Linked DNA regions of Anas platyrhynchos: region 1 is linked to region 2. The links are chromatin contacts, called in public Hi-C maps. All regions are on one chromosome and are shown on one strand. Each heading gives the region's core, a stretch centred on a gene start, on an enhancer-like site or on the middle of the called end of the contact. The rest is flanking DNA. Distances are from core to core; before and after follow the strand shown.

Region 1 (2,970 bases), core at 11-2,510, 94 kb before region 2:
GTGAGCATGTAAGAACAATAAAAGACTGAATGCCTTTACATCATTACAGTTAATGGATGGTGACATTTCAGACTCAGCATCTCATTAAATTGTCTTTGGCAGTAATATATTGTTATTGATTGATTATGAAAAATCCAAGATATAGCTGACATGAGGATTGTTTAGCACAAGGAACCTCAGACAGTATGGTTGTGAGCCCGTTGCACCTGCCTAGCTTCTTTTTGCAGCCAAGTCACAACCCCAGTCTTTATAATACTACAAAAAATAAGTAGCTTTAGCCCTCCATTTTCTTGCCTTTGACCGAACCTGTGAGAGAGGGTACACGCCTGCAAATGACTCAGCAAGAAAACTAGCTGGGAGTTCAGCAGATGGGCACCAACATGCATGAGTAATTACCCTGACATATTCTGAACATGGCAAACTTTATTTTAAATATGCAGGTCAATACAAAGTCACATACATTGCATATGATAAACAACACTGTTTTGCATTGCAGAGAGGTTTTGGTAAGTGTGAACTTGCTTAATTTTTGAAAAGGCTAAATCAGAAGAGTCACCCCAAATATGCACCAAATACACCCAGTCTGTAGCAGGGCTGAAACAAGGGGTGTGCTGCATTGCTGTGAAGTCATCCAGGGTGCTGCAAGCATTCAGTTGCCAATAAAAAAGCCTCTGAAATCCTCAAGAGGCCCTGACATGCTCTGCAATGAGCCTTGTGCTATATATAAAGGGCCAGGTGATGTCCATACCTGCATATTTACTGCCAATCACCAGCTTTAAGGGCTTTGAGAGTTCACTGCTCTTTCCTCATCTGTCTAACTTCATGGCTACTGCTACGTATGTGGCAACTGTGGAAAATTTCAGAAGGATTTGAAGACCTGGCACAATAACAGCATCTTTGGGATGCAGGGCAGGCACGGCTTTATGGCATTCATAACTCATGAAGAAGGGAGTTTGAAGGCTCAGAAGGGTTGTTTTGCTCAAAGGGCTGCAAAACAAAACAAGACTTGTCATTTAAAAAGATATATAAATACATTTAATGTGACACGTAGTTAGGTTTTTAGTAAAGATAATTTGGGAGCTTATGCCGATGCTGTAGCAGAGCTGGGGTCTGGATGGGGTGATGCTGTGGAGGGGTAGGGTGGGGTGTGCTAGGCCGTGGTGTGGTGCTGTGTGGCGTGGCATGCTGTGCTGTGCCGTGCTGTGGTGTGTTGGGCTGCAATGTGCTGAGGTGTGCCGGGCCGTGCTGTACAAGAGGCAGCAGAGGGCAGCAGAGCCAAGCCGCGCTCCCCTCCAGGAACAAGGAGCCCCGCTCCTCTCTGCTCCCCACGGGGGCCCGCGGAGGGAGGCTGAGCGATAGAGAAAAGCCCCCAGCCTGGCCCTAAACGGCTCTTCGGGAGACAGATTTCTCCTAGAACACAGCATTTTAATTTCTACGCCTTCATTTATGCCTCAGCAACGAAGACTTGCATGAAGGAAGGTGTATTTAAGCTTCCGCGTTAGTACTCTGGCAGCTAAACCGGCGTTTTAATAAAGCACTAAATTTCCAGCATGCACCACTGAGATCAAATAAATGCCTTTATGGCGGTTTCTTTCTCCCTTTTCAGGCCTTGAAGATGGTCTGCATGGGAAAGAAAGGGGCTCTTTCTTTGGACCAGATGGAGAAGAAGAGGGAGAGATGCACGCACGCATACGCACGTGCACACACTTCAAAGGAGTTCAGTTGCCCAGGCCTTCCTCTGGATAACAAGAGACAGAGCACTTCTCATTGTAATTCATAGAAAGAGCCTAATCTGGAAGCCCAGCTCCTAATCATTTTCCTCAAAAGTCTGCCTCCTCCCACTGCCTGCAACTACAGTAGACAGAGACCAGACTGTAAGGTCAGAGAGAGGCATTTTTTCAGGTGAATTATTGTACCCTCACCCCCTGAGCATACCATGAACAGGGCAAGGTGAGACAGCACACAGCTGCAGCACTGGGGGTGTCCAGGAGGAAGTTTCTTAAGTGTTTCTCAGGATATTCATGGCTTAGGTGCTGGAAAATTGATCTCAGTGAGGGATATACGTGATAAACCTTCTACATCCCTCTAGGCCTTTTTCTTGTAAATTCAGTCATTTAGTCATTTAACTCATCTATTTGCAGGTACTTTTTTTTTTTTTAAAATCCTTGTGTAATTTCATTGAATATTTGCAGCATATGGTGCAGGGTATATTAGTGATGTTTACTCAGTATATTTTTTCCACTACAATAATAAATAGTTCAACAAACTTTGAAGACTTGAACAGTATTTTTTTCCTTTGAACATAAATATATATATATATATATATATATATCACTATTATCAATGTTTACAAAGTGTTTCTTGAGATCAAATTTAGAAGGAGAGCAAAGATTCCCCTGACAATGCAGAATGTTTCTGACCTATCAATAAATTTTGTCATACTGTACTGACTATAAAGTTCTACTGTTTCTAGAAAATCATTTTCAGAAATTCAGCTGACTCCAGTTATACAGGACTGAGACCATAAATCTTGTTGAACCATGCAATACTGGCACGCTGCATTGAGTTGGAGACCTCCTAGGGTGCTTACTCTGTTCTGTGCTGCATGATACTAACTATGGCATGGTAAAAGCATGTTAGCATTACCTGAAAAACATATGTTTCCATATTACAAGAGAAGGTACTGCTATGTACCTATCACAGGGCAAAATCAAATATAACATTTCCAAGGTTTGAATTTCTTATACCAGGAAAGAAGCCTAGAAGTGCAGGTCTGGCTTCTCATGGCTTGGACTAGCGTATGCTTCGTTGGGTTAGAAACTGCCTGGGTAGCCGGGCCCAAAGAGTTGTGGTGAATGGAGTCAAATCCAGATGGAGGCTGGCCACCAGTGGCGTCCCCCAGGGCTCAGTATTGGGGCCAGTCCTCTTTAATATCTTTATTGATGATCTGGATGAGGGCATCGAGTGCAC
Region 2 (3,321 bases), core at 16-2,515:
AACTGGGTTGATGTTTTATGTCCACACTGGTGTTTCTGACAGTATTCGAATGGACCTTTTTTTGTTTCCTTTTCCTTTTGCCTCCCTTAGTCTCTCAGCAAGCACCCTCACAATGTCCTCTGGCAGCAGCAGGGGTTCCCTGGCCTCCAGCCGAGGTTCCCTGGCCTCCAGCAGAGGCTCCCTCAGCTCGGTCAGCTTCACGGACATCTACGGCCTCCCGCAGTACGACAAGTCGGACAGCGTTACAGACTACGGGCAGCATTTGCGCTTTGACATCATTCCCTTTGAGTCTCTGACGAAGGACGTGCCATATGTTGATCCCATCGGACACTCGAATTTCAATAAGCAGCGGAGGTCTCTGGATACTCCGCAGTCCCTGGCATCCCTGTCATCACGGTCCTCCTTGTCATCGTTGTCCCCTCCGAGCTCGCCTCTGGACACCCCATTTCTCTCCGCTTCTCGAGATTCTCCGCTGGCTCAGATGTCAGAAGGTTTTGAGGAGATGGCAAGCATAGGAGCCCTGGAAATGCTCAGGGCTCAGTCTGCAGCGCTGGGTGACGATGATACGCAAGGAACAAGTTCATCTCAGATATCTGCTTACGCTGTGGACAGCGAAGGAGTGCGAGAAATGGGCCCACAGCTGACTGCTGTGCAGCCTAGCGGAGGTGAGTTGCTGGACGTGATTCTTTTGTCACTTTGTCATAGAAGATAGCACACAAATCTAATGGTACCACCACAGTAGAGATTGTTTCTCAGTTTCGTTTTACTTACATCAGTTAAAAATTGCATGGTGGATGTTAAATGTTTAAAAAGAAGATGTGAACCTCCTTTGATGTCCCCTAAAATGAAACAAAACCAACAAAAAAAGTTTTGATGTAGGGCAGAGGTGAGAGTAGAGAAGTCTTTGCAAATAGATTTTAAAGCAGTGGTGAATTGGACAGAAGAAAGGGAATGGAAAATGAACTTTCTGTTGGTCTTGGTCAGGAATTGGTAAAACCGCACACGGTTTAATCACTTGTGAGGCCTTGTTTCTGCTCATGTTGCCATTATTCTGTTAATTTCAAGCAATGCAAAACCAGTTGATGGGTTTCATTAAATAAATGAAAATGTGCTGGGGTGGGCAGAAGGTGATGATGCAGCTGTGATAGTGCTTGAAGGCTGTTTGGCTCTGTGCTGGATTCACACCCACCCTGATACCAGATTCGCGTCAGTGAGCTGTGCGATGGAGCAGAAACCACAGTGGCACGGCAGTGTTGAGTTCATGATGGGCTACGCTCATGAGTCAGTGCTTCAGTAACTGAGAAGCATTTTTTGCTGTGGGTATGTGAGGAGCTAGGCATCCACTTGAGTGATTTGTTTTTGTTTTCATCATCTCTGAACCTGTTCTCGGTGATCGCAGAGGAGCTGCCTCAGTTAACCACAGCACACACCGTTAGTTTTCTTTTTGTGCTTCAATGTGAAGTGGATGGACTTATTTCAGCTTGCAGTGGTGGAAGCTTCTGAGGCTCTGTAGATAAGAGTGTGTTGGAATCTTGAATATGAGAGATCAAAAGTGGAAACAGAAACCTTAAAAAATAATAATAAAAGTATTTTCCTGTTTTAATCAATCAGTTGAAGAAAGAGCTGATGTAAAATGAAAAGGAATACTCTTTCCTTGTAATATTTTTTTTTTATGTTGGCATACTTGCATTTCTAATAGAACCATTACAGTAGAGAAAGGCTTTTATAGGATATTTTAATATTGAATGTTGTAATTCACATCCTATGTCTGTATCTGTAATTTTGTGTTAGCAAATGCACATAATACTACACTCAGGGATTGGAGTATCAGGGTTAATATGAAATATAAGCAGGGAATATATCGTTCTACTACATCTTGTTTGTCAAGAGATAATGAAAAGGAACATTGACAGTACATAAGGAAAAAGTTTCAGCTATTTTTAAAAAGAAAAATGTCCCTGCCGTGCTAACAAGCCTGTATTGTTCAAGCAGCATTCGAGCGTAGACTTACCTATTTTCCTTAACGCAACTAACACTGCCAGAAGATACTGCTGCAGAATTCACATTTACTAGACATAAACACGTCTTGGTCCCATATTGCAGTATTCTGACCAAAATAAACAGAATTCCAGAGACCAGCATGTAAGTTTGTGCTTAAATTAGTGCCGTGGAGAGGCTTCCTGAGGCTTTCTTTAAACCTCAGATCAGACCACAGCATGTCTTCACCCATTGTGGTAAGTGAAAACTATGTTAGTAGTTCATTTATAGCTCATGTGTGTTTCCTAGAAGTGAAGGCCTGATCTGTGGGCCTTGGGAGCAATAGGATAAGGGTCAAGGTCCTCTTTCTGTTCTCCTTTTCTCTATTTTCTGTAATGTTCCTGTGCATTTCAGGTTTTTCTAAACATGCCTGTGATACTTCTTTGTCACTACTGTGGTGTCCAGGTTCAGCTCCTAGTTCAGGGTTTACAACTTTTCTCTGCGTACAACATAGAGTGCTTTCTGTTGCTTTTTGAGTGTGTGATTGAAAGGTAGCCAGTTGGTCTTTTTGGAGGTTCTCTTTTTTAAATATTTGGTTTTTAAAACAATTGCTTAGGAAAAATCCATTCAACCATTCTGTTTTTTGGCAGGAATTATGACTACTTTGAGCTTGGTGTTCCCTAGTTGGTGGGCTTGCAGTTATAAAGTAATTGTTTGCAAGTACCAGTTGAACGTTTCAAAGTTACTTTGGTTTTCTACTGTTGAAAAATTTGATGAAGCATCAAACTCATACGCCACTTTGTGAACCCCCAGGTATTTTGGGGGGTTTTGGTTTTCACTAAATTACTATGCTGTATGCTTTGTTGCTGCCACCCTATGGTCTGGTAGCATAATGCAACACTGGAAAAACAGTAAGTGTCATCTCAGACAAATTTTTCACCAGTTCCTCTATCAAATAAAATAGGCAATTTTGCAATTTCTGAGGGTCCCAAGGGTAATGCTCAGTACATTACATATACCTTGCACCGAAGTAGTACTCAAGCATGTTCAAGAGTTCTCCAGGAACTGTATTTCTGATGTTCACTTGCTGATCTGCTGTTTTCTTGTTTTGCACCTTTTTGGGGACATGTTATAAATTTTGTTAGGATGTGTGAATGGAGGGAAGATGCCTGAGGGGTTACATCCATTGTCCTTGCAAAGCTGGAAGTGGAAGGAAACATGTTAAGATAACATTGGACTCTATAATCTCTCTGTATCTTCTTCTCTGTCCTAAAATAATCTTTTGAATGTTAAGTTTCCTTTAATGCCTAAATAATCTCGTTTGCAAAATATTGTCGTGGATCT

Evidence for each region. A called contact is a pair of places that touch in the nucleus more often than the background predicts.
Region 1: a contact with region 2 is called in a Hi-C map of F1 follicle, with 5 times the contacts expected there. The contact joins two enhancer-like sites. A contact is called at or near these places in 5 of 8 Hi-C or Micro-C datasets (F1 follicle, liver, skeletal muscle and 1 more).

The regions. Positions count from the first base shown.
Region 1 is chr1:131,576,956-131,579,925 of IASCAAS_PekinDuck_T2T, reverse strand. The region is part of intron 1 of LOC119715652 (a long non-coding RNA gene); the gene reads left to right. Among named protein-coding and RNA genes, the nearest start is that of WWC3, 17 kb to the right of the region's middle. Within about 2 kb of position 1,260, at least 1 of the 8 cell types and tissues checked has an H3K27ac peak or open chromatin away from gene starts, as enhancers often do.
Region 2 is chr1:131,483,000-131,486,320 of IASCAAS_PekinDuck_T2T, reverse strand. WWC3 (WWC family member 3) reads left to right here. Exons shown (of 23, transcript XM_038173030.2): 11 at 91-665. Among named protein-coding and RNA genes, the nearest start is that of CLCN4, 23 kb to the right of the region's middle. Within about 2 kb of position 1,265, at least 1 of the 8 cell types and tissues checked has an H3K27ac peak or open chromatin away from gene starts, as enhancers often do.